2 separate regions of the Zea mays genome follow, and region 2 is linked to region 1. A link is a contact called in public Hi-C data. All regions are on one chromosome and are shown on one strand. Each heading gives the region's core, a stretch centred on a gene start, on an enhancer-like site or on the middle of the called end of the contact. The rest is flanking DNA. Distances are from core to core; before and after follow the strand shown. Region 1 holds the start of LOC100382870 (NADH dehydrogenase [ubiquinone] 1 alpha subcomplex subunit 8-B). Region 2 holds the start of LOC100274457 (putative DUF231 domain containing family protein).

The links. Hi-C and Micro-C count contacts between places; a contact is called where the count stands out from the background.
Region 2: a Hi-C map of ear shows a contact between it and region 1, with 2.2 times the contacts expected there. The contact joins the promoter of LOC100274457 here to the promoter of LOC100382870 in region 1. A contact is called at or near these places in 2 of 25 Hi-C or Micro-C datasets (ear and leaf).

The regions. Positions count from the first base shown.
Region 1 is chr9:143,418,689-143,425,674 of Zm-B73-REFERENCE-NAM-5.0, reverse strand. LOC100382870 (NADH dehydrogenase [ubiquinone] 1 alpha subcomplex subunit 8-B) reads left to right here and starts at 4,073. Exons shown (of 2, transcript XM_020544104.1): 1 at 4,073-4,484. The coding sequence starts at 4,288.
Region 2 is chr9:143,819,040-143,826,025 of Zm-B73-REFERENCE-NAM-5.0, reverse strand. LOC100274457 (putative DUF231 domain containing family protein) reads left to right here and starts at 3,618. Exons shown (of 5, transcript NM_001148816.1): 1 at 3,618-4,142; 2 at 4,253-4,424; 3 at 4,521-4,699; 4 at 4,781-4,939; 5 at 5,115-5,647. The coding sequence starts at 3,805. The coding sequence ends at 5,442. It overlaps LOC111590132 (a long non-coding RNA gene), which reads right to left and starts at 4,851. Exons shown (of 2, transcript XR_002749214.2): 1 at 4,560-4,851; 2 at 3,435-4,421.

The DNA of each region.
Region 1 (6,986 bases), core at 2,824-5,323:
AACGAACAAACCTTCTACAGTACCACATTGTTTTTTGCAGTTCTCATTGTGTTGTGCAACAACCAAAATCAATCCACGGACATTCTAATTGTGGTTGTATTCCAGATGTGCCTCAGTTGTTGTTCTTGTTGCATAACACATTGTTTTTACCACGGATTAGAATGTCCGTGGCAATCTGTACTGTTGTTCTTGTTGCATAACGAACAAACCTTCTACAGTACCACATTGTTTTTACCACGGATTTTTAGTGTGTGCTTTTAAACTTGCCCTGAACTGTTGGTTTAAGTTTTAAGTTCAAGTAACTTGAGCTCGAGGTGCCTCAGCTGTTTAAGTTTTAAGTTCAAGTATGACTTCTAGGCTCTAGCTGTGAGAATGATGTTTCTGAAGTGAGTTCATTTTTCGGTGCAGATTGTTGCAATAAGGGATATCATACCTCCTGCTGTTGAAGGTTGTGCTGCTCTTGGTAAATTGTTGGAGCCACAAGATTGTGTAGCTCACATTCTTCCAGTCATTGTCAATTCTCCCAGGTACATTTCTCCCACGTTGGACCTATACATTTTGCAGGAAGTAATTTGCTTTCTTTGTGGGTATATTATTGGGAGGCATGTTTTTAGTTGCTAGAGGTTGATAATTTCTCGGATTCGCCTCTTAGTTTTGCAACTTATTCTGTGAGGGAAACTACAGTTTTAGAGCTCCAGGCAGGAATCCTTATTCTGTGAGGGGAACTAGGTGTCCAGGTTTGAGGTATCCATAGAATTATTTTAATTATTACTGTTTGATGCTGAAGAAAATAGGGTGACTTTAAGGAGAGTTCTTCAGATGAAGAGGGCATTTCGCATTAGCATTACCTGGGCTAGACGACGTTCCTTGTTCAATTTCAGAGCTCTTCCTTTTTCCTCTTCCGACCTAAAGATTTTCTGCAGAAGGTTTGATTGCCAGTGCTACTAGAGCATCAACATTCTGAGGGTCCAACTATAAAGTTTATGTTGGAAATGTATTTATCATAGATGCAAAATTTCTACCCAGTGAAAGAAATAATGTTGACCTCTAAAACTTGCTGAAAGAACTTTGTCCTGCAACTCAAATGAACTTTGGCACAAATGAACTTTGGCACCTGGTAATGCAGTTTCTGTTTTACTGATAGCAACTCCTATTAGTATACCAATCAGTGACCAAAACATGTGATTTGATCAACTCATGTGTTGTCTGCATGTTTCCCTAACTGAGGCTTTGCTAATTCTTTGATTTCCCCATGTTAATTTGATTTGCACATCACTAAATAGTATGATACCTATTGTTTTTTATATGTACATGGAAAGAGTATACTACCTTACTGTGGTATTAAACTAGGAAGAATATTATGTAATCTGGAATTTTATGTGAGGGCCTGCGATGAAGTCTCCTATGTAGCTAAATATTCTTCTCTATTTCAGTTCTTCTAGCAGTTGAACTTTGCTAATTGATGCAGGAATGGAAGAATGGTTGGTTATGGTAAACTTCCAAAGTACCATCAGGATCCTACAACAGAAGAATTAGCCAAAACACTCGATTGTTGGCCATCAATGAATTATTATATCACGGGTTGTAGATATGTAAGTATGTGTTCATTTCGAATGTATTTATAAAGGACACTTCTGTTGTAGGATCCTAATGACTGATATTTTGCAGGTTCTTATGTCATGGAAATTCAATGGATGTCACGCCCTTTTCGTAATAGATCATGTTAAAAAGCATGTGACTTTTATCGACTTTACACCGACTCGAGATTGGTGTAAACACATGCCATACAAGACGTTCGCGGAAGCGATTATCATGGCCTCAAAAAAATATAAGATTGCTTACAGTAAGAAACGTTCTGGATGGGCGGAGGATATCTTTAAGTGGGAACATACAATTCAGACTGGTGTTCCAATTGACTTAAGAGGGTATTTTCTTCGTACCACCTTCTCAGCAGTTTAAATTTTTTCTATGATAATCATTGTATAAAACATAGTTGCCCAAATATTATTCTATAGGTTTAATACCAGCTACCTCGTTCTACAAGCTATGGCCATGTGGGGTGATGACAGACGACTGAAATTTGTTGGGGTGAGTGTAGTACGTTCGTTTTATGTTCAAAACTTACATTCCAGCTATCTCGTTCTACAAGATAATATGTTTTGTTCTCTTATGTCTTTGTCTGTAGGATGCAAAGACTCTTCGAAAGAACTTTGTGATTGATCTGTTAAGTTATGAGGATAATTCGTGCCGATATGCCATCCCTGCAAATATACAACAGAGACTTATCGATATCGCTAAAAAGGATTAGCTGATTAGTGTACGGTTGTCGACACATTTGTCTGTAATTAAAAATTATAAATTAACTTTTTAGAAATAATTTGTGTGACATTGATAATGTTTTCCACACGGATTTGCATATTATAGTGATGTTTGTCGTTCCGTATCAATGTTTCATACAAATGTTTTACTTCCGTCGCAACGCACGGGAACATACCTATAATATATATTGTTATCGTGTTATTATACGGTTCCGTTGCAACGCACGGGCACTCACCTATGTGTATAGAAGATCCAAATGTGTATAGCACATATATTTTTTATTTGTATCAAATATGATTATGTTCAAAGCACGAACATATTACTATAACAATGAAACACACATTTGTACATAATTCATTACGATATTATATGTTGCCGTTGCAACGCACGGGCACTCACCTAGTAGATTATAGGCTAATTAACCCACTAGTTTGTTTGTAATCCGGCCCATAGGAAACGAGGTGTGCTACCATCGCGTGCGGTTGAGCTCTCTAGCAATCATCTCCACCGGAGTCCGGAGGCTCTTTGAAATACGCCCGATCTAGCCAACGTTTGCAAGGCATGCGGCTGTGTGGTGACTGGTGAGCACAAAGCGCAAGGGATTTGCCCTTCCAACCTCAGTGGAATAAGGTAATACCAGTAGCAATTGCCTCGTGAAAGAGCTATTGCAGCAAAAACAACCCACACATGCTTTCTATTGCTCACCTGGCTGGAATGCCTGCATGTCGGTATGTTGTAGTGTTAACCTTCCTGACATGTACAAGTACAATACCACTCCCTGTATGCAATTTTGCACACATGGTATATTTTCAACCTCCTATAAGGTTTATAAGAAACTGGTTTCCATCCCTAGTTTCTGTAAACTGTTTTATGAAAAAAGTGTATGTGTGTGTTTGAAACCCAGTTCCTTAGACAAAAGCAAGTTTACCCCTACTTTATTTTAAAAGTAGTTGATTCAATTATTCTCTTCATTTTTCTTTGCTGTCAATTTTGGATATAGATTGAACTCATATTTGTATATTTGAATTTTTTAAATAATCATTAAATATTAAAATTGGGTAGAAACCAAAAAAAGACCACATGGATAGGTCCGGAAGTGGTGGAAATCACAGTAATTTTACCAAACCAAATAAGGCCAGTATATATTTACCAGTCAAAAACTGGTTTTAGCTACTTTTTTCTTAGAAATTGAGAAATAGGGACTCTCACGAGATTAGGGATGACAATGGGTACCCAAAACTCGACTACACGATTGATTTTACCTGATATGTAGGTAGGTATAGGATAATTTCTATACCCGTGGGTATGTTATTGGGCAAAAATCTCTACCAGTTGGATAGACATATATGGTGGTACTACCCATACCGACATACTCGTGGGTAAAATATACCCGTATAATACCACTATTATTATCTAATAAAGCCCATCTTGGTTAAAATAAAACCTTTCTTCGACTATTATTTATTTAACTATCAAGTTATGTAATCGTATGGTTTGTTATATTTTAAGTTGAAATTATTTTCTGTATTTATTGACATTTTGAGTAATCAGAATATTAGAATTTGAGATCTTCTTAGTGAGTACGGGTTACCCGACAGGTAAAATTAACCGTGCGGGCATGAGTATGAGTAAGATTTTATACTCACTATTGTATACGGATAATTGGATCCGTATAATTTTTTGTGATGGGTGTATCGGAATATAATGCTCCTAACCGACGAGTATTTACCTCTACGCGAGACCGAGGGTTTTCGAGGCCTGGTAGGTTGCTCTAAAACTTTCAAATGAGCCCAGGTAAAGCCCACGAAGGCAGGAACCACCTGTCCCCACCTTCATCCCTGCCGTCAGTGGTCAGTCCGTCTCGTCCTCCCTTCCCGTCAGGTGTGGCCGTCTCGCTTCGGCTTCTCCCACTTCCTTCCCCAGATCTCCAAGACCAGGAGCCCCGGCGAAGCCACCACGCACGCAGCGATGTCGGCGAGCAGCACGCCCGTAGACGCTTTGGGGGAGCCGATCCCGACGTCGTCGGTGCTGATGGCAGCGTCGAAGCACATCGCAGTCCGGTGCCGCCCGGAGAACGTCGCCTTCCTCAACTGCAAGAAGAAGGACCCTAATCCTGAGAAGTGCCTCGAGAAGGGTCGCCAGGTCACAAGCTGCGTCCTTAGCCTGTGAGTTCGTCTGCCACGTTCTCCCCTTACCTGCGCCGTCCGATCCCCTGCTGCTCGATTGGACTCGCTTCCATCATTCTGTTCCTTAGGCTTCGGTACGTTAGCGAAGCGGTTTGTGAGGTTACTGATGATACAGTTGAACAGCTACCTGGCATTGCTTATCTGGTAACTAGTGTGCATTTTTTGCCATCCCTTATCAGGGTAACCATCAGCAGTATATGCAAATGCTATGCAGAGACATGATTTGATAACTTCGACGAAGATAGAAAATTATGAATTATGTTCATATATAATACAGTATTAGAGATTTTTTATTGCATTGCAAGGATGCACTAGTTTTTTTTTCTTCAACGCGCATGAGAGCTGAGGGTCATTATATTTAGAAGACGAGAAGGAAACTAAAAAGACCCAAGCATGCCCATAAGGGCAGGTTTTAATACGTGGTTGTAGCCAATGAACTAGCAAATTAGAATAATCGGCAACCTATACATGTCAAGCTATGGCCAGATGCTACTGTAGCCTTTAGCCCCCGCTAGGGGCTGGACAGATTAGCTAGAGCACTTTGAACTGGTTATGTTCATTGTTAGACAGCTCACAGCTCATTTGGATTCAGGGCCATCCATCAAACTTAGCAAAGGTTTTTGTACCTTGATTGTTTAGGTTGGTTTCATCCAAACAACAGCCCTTCTTTGCAGTTGCAGCCAATAAATACTGCGATATCCTTAGTGAGTTCCCCTTAAGTTCTATGATAGGAAGGCTACAGGCACACAAAACCTGGTATTTAGCTTAGTAACATTTCTGTTACTTGATATTCAAATTCTTTTCTATATCTGAATGTTGTCTCAGGTTCATATTCTGCTTCTGGTATGCTCATTTTCAACAGTACACGTTTGCTTGAACCATACTGCTTTTAGTTTTTCCTTTATCTCATTTTGACTATTATTTTATTGACCATAATCAAATAGATTTCAGGAGGAGAAAATGTAATAGGTGAAGCCCTTAGAAAGCATTGCCAAGATGATAAAATTATAGCTAACAAGAGACTGTAATCCTTAACTCTGTACTTGGTCGTTACAGCTAAAATGCATATAACTGGTACCTACCATATCATCTTACAATGGTTGATTTGGTGCAACTGTCCCAAACTGGAAGCTTGGCTAGCTAGAACCAATTGCCGGAAACCCTAGTTGTGCCACACAACCACTTCTTCCAGTAGAAGGCTAAGAACTTCTCTGCTTTGTAGATCTTCCTTGCAATTGCTTTCCACATTGCTCTTTAGTAAGAAAATTAGCGTGATGACACTTGCTGTTTGCAGCTAAGGTCACATTTCTGCCTAATTGATCTGAGCTGCATTCGTTAAATTTTTATCCACCGTTGATACTCATCCTGTGATTAGATTGTTCTTCTGTGGCCCGAAAATCATATGTCACCATGAGTACACTACTATACTGTGGAAAATCCACAACAAGTGAATTTAAATATAATGACAGCAAGTGATTCAGGGATAAAGAGCAGGCCTGGTGCAGTGGTGAGAGCTATCTCACATAGTCATCAGGTCGCGTGTGCAAAGCAGCCTCTCCACATTTGTGGGGGGAAGGCTTGCCTCGGTTTATCCCTTCAGCCTCAATTTATCCCTTCACTAGACCTCACTCTTGTGGGAACCTCTGCAGTGGGTCTGCCCTAGTGACTCAGAAATGCAAATTTGCACTGAAGTCAACAAGAATCCACCTTCAGGGATATACTAGTTTATGACACTGAGTTTAAATTGATAAGATGGTGATGACACTGCGTTAACACCATGAATCGCAATGGAGGAACTGTTGGTGCCTTAACCAACTTTATACTTTCTTTTAGACAGTACATTTTATTGAGAGGAAATGGAATGAGAAAAGGCTTTCGCAAATTCATTCAACATCATCACATATTCACATGTTTTTATAACATGAAGAACTAGTGATTTCTACCTGGCTTGATATCTTACTCTGTTTGGCTCCTGTCAAAATGAACCCCTTATAGTTTATCAATTTATCGACTAGAAACCTGAAGTGGTTGAATTAGTGCTGTCTTTTCCTTCTTCTTGGGCATTGAGACCAGGGAGTTAATGCTTATAGGTTACACAGGACATAAAGTAAGAAAAAGAAAAGTACATTATCAGTGTTGACATATTATTGAGATCTACCAGATCCTCAATTCCGGAGTATTGAGTTGCATAGGCCACCTGTCATTCTTAAAAGCTGGAGAACATGCACCAAAGAAGTGCATGTTCAACAATACGACACTTGTTGAGGCATTGAGTATGTGTTTTTATTATTTCTTGTTTGGTAATCAATGTGTTAAAGAATGTAGGTTGTTTTAGTTTTGTCTTAAGTATAACTTCTCTAATTTCTACCAAGTTTGTAGAAAAATGCTCCAATATCCAACATAAAGTTAGTTTCATTAAATCCACCTTGAAATGTGTCTTGATAATGTATTATTGTATTTATTTGGTACTGTAGATGGAAT
Region 2 (6,986 bases), core at 2,369-4,868, 400 kb before region 1:
AAAAAGACCCGACCTTTGTGGCCTCCTCAACGGGGAGTAGGTTTTCGAGAACCGAACCTCGGTAAAACAAATCCACGTGTCACACTCTTCATTTGCTTGCGATTTGTTTTGCGCCCTCTCTCTCTCGGACTCATTATTATTTTTCTAACGCTAACCCGGCTTGTAGTTGTGATTAATTTTGTAAATTTCAGTTTCGCCCTATTCACCCCCCTCTAGGCGACTTTCAAAAGGCTTCTATGTCTCTCTACCGTGAAAATATGAGCTATTTTCCCAACCAAATGGGATGCTTCACCATGGTCTCTTCCTAAAATTGAGGGAGTTATTTTATCAGATGAGCCAAAACCAGAGTTGGAATTGTTGATACAAGAGCTCTATACCAAAGAAGGCCTAAATTTCACCCCAATACACCTCAATATATGTGGAATAAGTGAATATAAGAGTATCCAAACAAGACCTTAGAAGTTAATCTACTTTATTCATAACCTCTACAACGGTTGTTTAACTCCTCAACTTTACAAAAATGGGCAAATAATCCCTTGGACAGTTCTAGTGAGTGGTTTTGCTGATGTGGCATTGCCAACGTGGCTGCATTGGTGATTGACGTGCCTGTGCTACTATGGCACCAATTTTATCTGTTTCAGTTATGTGGTCTAGCCGTACCCAAAATTTATATAATCTTATATACATGTTGTCAATCAGATATTATATCTATCTTGATTTTTCTAGAATTTTAGGAGTAACAATTTAACTACTAAAAATAAAAAACTGCATGAAAACAACTTAATCTTTTTGTCCTAGATTTTTTTATATTTTGAGACTAAATATTTTACTCTCAAGACTAGAATAGATAAAATCGAGTGGCAATGCCACGTCATCAAAACGGCTCGCTAAAATTGTCCAAGGAAACTTTTTGTCTGGTTTTGTAAGGATTAGGGAGGTCAAACAAATGATTGTAAGGAGATAAAGTAGACTACACTTCAAAGGTGAGAGTTATATATACTTTTTCTTGGAGAAGAGCTAAAGGATACGATGCGAGCACACGCTCCGGTGATTTTTTTATTTTTTTATGAGGTGGGACTTGATTGATGAACCATCTGCTCCAGACTCTCGATTTCAGTTCAAGACAACATATAAAATATCTTAAATCATCGTATAACTCATGTATTCATGTCAGTTTCTGAATGATTTAATAATATAATGATTAAATATTTAAATTTGATCGTTTAACTTCTAAAAATTGAAGAAATAACTTAAATTCGTTTCTAGGTTAGGTGAATAAATGACTTGGATGTTTTTGTAATATTATTGAAATATCTTAGACCCCGTTTGGTTTGAGGACTAAAGATTAGTACCTCAATTTTAATCTCATTTAATCCTTAAATTATCAAACGGTGGAACTAAAAAAAGAACTAAATTATTTTAGTCTCTAGTCCCTTGAGAGGTGACTAAAAATGACTAAAATATATTAATTTTACTTTTTGCCCCTCGTAGTTGCACTGATGACGGAAGAATGCTAAGGGGTATTTGGTCTTCTTATGATTAATTTAATGCGTTCTGAATACTTTTAGTCCTTAGAACCAAACATGGTACTTTAGTCCCTAGACTAAAGGAACCAAACACACCCTTAATATTGTTGGTAGGAAATCCTAAATTACTTAATGTTCATTTTTTGTTTTCTCAGGGCAGAGCAATATGGAATAAATTAATGTTGATAATATGTTATATTTTCATGATACTACAATGTCTTAATGTTGGATGTATGTTGAAATGATTTAATATTGAAATGTTTGTCTAATTACTTAATGTTGGGTTGTAAATAAATAAAGTGTTTTGATTGGAACAATTGGAAAGGTTTAATATAGAATTTCTAACTTGATAATAGTGGAATAACTTAATGGTGTATTTTTGAACTGTTTGAGTGACTTATATGTGTTTTTTAAATGTATTGGTGATGTGTGCATGCTATCAAATGATGATTTAATGTTGAAATTATGTTTCCAAAACAATAGTATGACGATTTAGTATTGCACCTTTGTGAAGTTTTATGTCAACATTGTAATGATTCTAGTGTTTGGAATCTGTTAAATTACTTAATGGTTGTGTGTAGAATATCTAAACAGAAGAGTAAATGACTTAAGCCTATTATAATTCTAGATAACATGTTTCATCTTTTTTCTAGATATCTTTTGGAAAATGAAATAACCGAATGTTCCAATCGATGTTATATTTGGTGTTTCTCTTATGTCGAATGGAAGCAGCCGAGAAAGTCTTAGAGAGATGAGAGCGTGATATTGGAGAATGATTACAAACAAGTATTGCGGTCGAAAATGTGGAACCCACCTAATAAGAGATGTAAAAGGAAATTGTCGTTCAACTGAATCGGCGTATAAACTAATTGTGGACCCGTTTTTACGGTGGGAACGTATCTGGTGCAAACCAACTCATTCGTGCAACTGTCAAACTTCTAATCTGGGCTATTGATCCAAGGAACACAGGGGCGTGGATAATTTTACACTTAACCACCCGCTGCTAATCACACTTTTTCAAATCCCCCCTCCCACTCCCCCGCACGTGCCCTTGGATCAACATCATGTGGTTTAGATTGAAAGTTTGCACGGTTGCACGGAGGGGTTGGTTTGCACCAGATACGTCCCCTTTTACGGTATAGTGAGCTGGTTAAACTGGATGGTCAGCTGGCTGATTCGGTTGGACCATATGTTATAGATGATGCATCAATTGTGATTTGAACCATGATTGTTTACTCTAAACCCATCTAGCCAATAAAACACATATGTCTTTATGTTTTATACTATATAGTTAAATATAAATGGAAACCGTAGTAACATCCTCTTCTATTATGTTAACTTTTTCGTGCTCCTCCTGTTATGAATCAATACGACGCAAAGTAGATCAAAAACAGAGAAGACACAGATTTAACGTGGAAAACTCCTCCAAAGCGAAGAAAAAAAAACCACGGTCGCCGGCCAGTAACAATATCACTATTTTTTGGGTGATTACATATCACAAGAGATTTACAATGAGGTGACGATCTCCTGCAGCCTTCTTCAGAATTTGGATCATAAATTCAACACCTCCACATTTAAAAAGCTAAAACTATGCACAAATAAGAATTCGAACCGTGGTTATTGGCTTCAAATCAGCATTCACACCCACCTAAGGGCTTAATTGTTTTGGTCTCAATTCATATGAATTGGATGAGATTGAATGAGTTTCAGTTCCGAACAAGTCAAAAACTTTTATAAAATTTTTTCTAATATCATGCAATCCAAATGAGATAGGAATAACTGAACATGGGATAAGAATAAACCAACAAAACACATGTGTTTTCGTGGTATATACTCTATATACTCAGATATAAATGGAAACCGTAATAACATATGGCCATCTATCTAGTTGGCCCTTTGAAAACGAGATATGCAAAGTATGTTCCATTTCCAAGAAAGCACGAATTCCATGGCTGCGAATCTTTGGATGTTCCTACACCGACGTACGCCGAAGGGCAAACCGGGCAAGGCAACGAATCCACGGATTCCATACGGGTGCAAACTACTTACGAGATCTCGAACACGCTCACGTGAACTCCAGTCGGGGTCTAGCGGCAATTCTTACCCTCACATGCACACCTCCTCTTCAATCGAACTCCTGAGAATTAGCGCAGCTAGATAGATTACTCGCGGCTATCTGGATTCTGGACTCGTGGTTACACGATGAACCGAGCAGCAGCATAAAGGGGCCATCAGAAAGACGGCTTTGCTTCCGTTCTCTTCTCTTTTGTTTGCCACGATGCTGCCGTCCCGCAGGAAGAGTGCCGTCCTCGGCGTCGTCGCGTTGTCCTCCTCCGTCCTCATCCTGCTCCACGCCTTCTCTCTCCCGGCAGCCTCTGCGCTCTCCGTCGGCCTGGCGCGGCGCCACAGGCACGATGCCACGCCCGGGCTGGCCGCCGGCGGCTGCGACGTCTTCAGCGGCAGCTGGGTCCTCGACGGCGGTAGCTCGGCCTCGGCGGCGTACACCGGGTACAACTGCCCGCTCATCGACGCGGAGTTCAACTGCCAGCTCTACGGCCGCCCGGACTCCGACTACCTCCGGTACCTCTGGAAGCCGGCCGGCTGCGAGCTACCGAGGTACGTACGTGGCCGTGAGCGCCAGCCATGCCTCATGAACCCACGGCAACCAGTGGCAGTGAGCGCCGCCCTGATTACTTAGCTTGTACTGTGTCTGCGTGCACCTGCAGGTTCGATGGCGCGGACTTCCTGACGCGGATGAAGGGGAAGACGGTGATGTTCGTGGGCGACTCGCTGGGGCGCAACCAGTGGGAGTCGCTCGTCTGCCTGCTGCACGCCGCCGCGCCGCAGTCGCCGGCGCAGCTCGTCTCCGCGGACCCTTTGTACACCTACAAGTTCCTGGTATGTCATGTGTAAACACATGTACCAGCTAGGCTGCTTGGCCGAAGAGATGGGGCCTAATCTAATCTAATCTAAACACGTTGCTCGATCGAGCAGGAGTACCAGGTGACGGTATCCTTCTACCGCGCGCCGTACCTGGTGGACATCGACGTGGTCCAGGGGAAGCGGGTGCTGATGCTGGACGACATCTCCGAGAACGCCGAGTCGTGGCGCGACGCCGACGTGCTCTCCTTCAACTCCGGCCACTGGTGGACGCACACCGGCTCGATGCAGGGGTACGGACGGTAGAGTAGAACTGCACATGGCAATCCCCTCCGGTCTGTAGTGAGAGTGTGCTTGGTGGTCGGTGGATGCAGGTGGGACTACATGGGCGAGTCTGGGCGATACTACGAGGACATGGACCGCACGGTGGCGTTCCAGCGCGGCCTCACCACCTGGGCCAGCTGGGTGGACCTCAACCTCGATCAAGCCAAGACCCGTGTCTTCTTCCAGTCCATGTCGCCCACGCACTACAGGTACTATTCTCATCTCACCCGTGACTCCACGAGCCCAGCGGCGTCCTTGTCCGGACGCGCATACGCATGTTCAGGCACGTGTCCTGTCGTGTCTTTTTTTTTTATTCGATCAGTTCGTTCATCGCCTTTTATTTCGGCCATTTTGTGCTGTGTGTGCGACTGTGCGCTGTACCAGCTCGAAGGAATGGCCCAACCCGGTGTCGAAGAACTGCTACGGCGAGACGGCACCGGCGACCGGGCTCAACTCGACCGGCCAGGCCTCGGGCCAGGACCAGGTGATCCAGGCCGTGCTGCGGGGCATGAAGAGCCCCGTCCGTCTCCTCGACATCACGGCGCTGTCGGCGATGCGGAAGGACGCGCACCCGTCGGCATACAGCGGCGACTTCTCGCCGGCGCAGCGCGCCAACCCCGGCGCCGGCTCCGTTGACTGCAGCCACTGGTGCCTTCCCGGCCTCCCGGACACCTGGAACCAGCTCTTCTACACACTCCTCTTCTACAAATAGCAGTGACACCGCGATCGACACAGAAGAAAGTCATCCAAATCCAACTGTACACCTAGCAGCTCGCCAGCCATTCGTTTTTTTTCGTTGTGTTTGTGTGTAAAACTATTGTGACGTCGTTGCATCACAGGAGTATACACAATTAGTTGGCGGGAGAAATGCGTCGATAACGTTTAAATAAAAGTGAAGAACGTACAATCTCGGCATCAATTGAACGTACATGGCATTTGCACAATTGTACTGGACGCCCCATTTTTCGCAATAGATAGTAGATCTTCTGCTTTGCATGCAACAAGCTACGTACCCTTGGCTACTTACGAATCTAAGGGTTATACACAAAAGGATTAAAGGAATGCACGCACTGACATATAAGTTGGGGCAAGTTTCGTAACCTTCCATACGTCATACTTCCCATATAAGTTGGAGGTGGACTCCGGAGTCCGGATGACGACGTGTATACTATTAAAAGCGCTTACCTTGCCCAGAGCAATCTGTCTAGGCTTAGGCTCCTGCCAATTTGGAGGGCAAAAACAGAACTTAAATATCGTTTCTTATGGACTTTGCTGCATTAGAAAATTCTCGTGCCAAACAATTTGTTGCGCCGGGGTTGGTTGCATGCCCCAATTTGCAAGCTATGTGGGCAAAAGCCCGAAAATATTGACCATCTGTTCAAAGACTTTGTGTTCACCAAGGATGTTTTGAACCTTTTACTCCCTTGGTTCGATCTTAATGCTCTCCATAGCGTGGACCGACAAGGATTGTATAAATGGTGGGGAAATATTCGGCTAAAAGTTGTGAAGCATGAGTGTAGGTTCTGACGGCCCCATGATCTATGTCTGGTGGAAGATTTGGAAAGACAGAAATAGAAAAACTTTCCAGAATTTGGAGAAGTAAGTTCCGGCAGTTCCACACCTCATCAAATAGATCATTTTCTATCAACGGTCTGCTGCAGTGTTTGAGTGCTAGTGTGTGTATTTTTTTTTTGTCTGTGTGTCGTTTTGTTTTTGGGGTGGGTGGCTTTGGTTGTCCTCCTCCTCCCCTTTTTTTTCTTGTCCTTTTTTGTAGGTGGTTTTTTCCCTATATAATATATTTCAGCCACGATAATTCTCTTGTCGTGCTTTTAAAGAAAAACAAGTCTCATACTTGCTCACGCCGTGCATTTTAACTTCTCTTTGTTTCAGGGCGCCAAAGTAGAGCTTCTACATAAATAGTGTTTTTTTTTGCAAATATACAGAATGCATATTTGATACTATGTTTTGTGATGTAGTATTAGCTTTGCAACTGAATTGAAAAGAGTGTTACTTTGTTTAACCCAAAAGTGGGGCTGCAACAATCTATTTACTAACCGTGTGTTTGATTCCATGCTATTCTCATGCAGCTGCATCCGTGGAGTCTTAAAGCATCCTATGTTTAGTTAGTATATCATTTCACGGCATGCAAAAGGCACACCTCAACCAGGCTCTGTTAGAACGCAGCTAGGGAGCATCTCCCGTCATATAGGTTGGCCAGATGCAGAACACATGGAGTCTGGCTGAACTCGTACAACA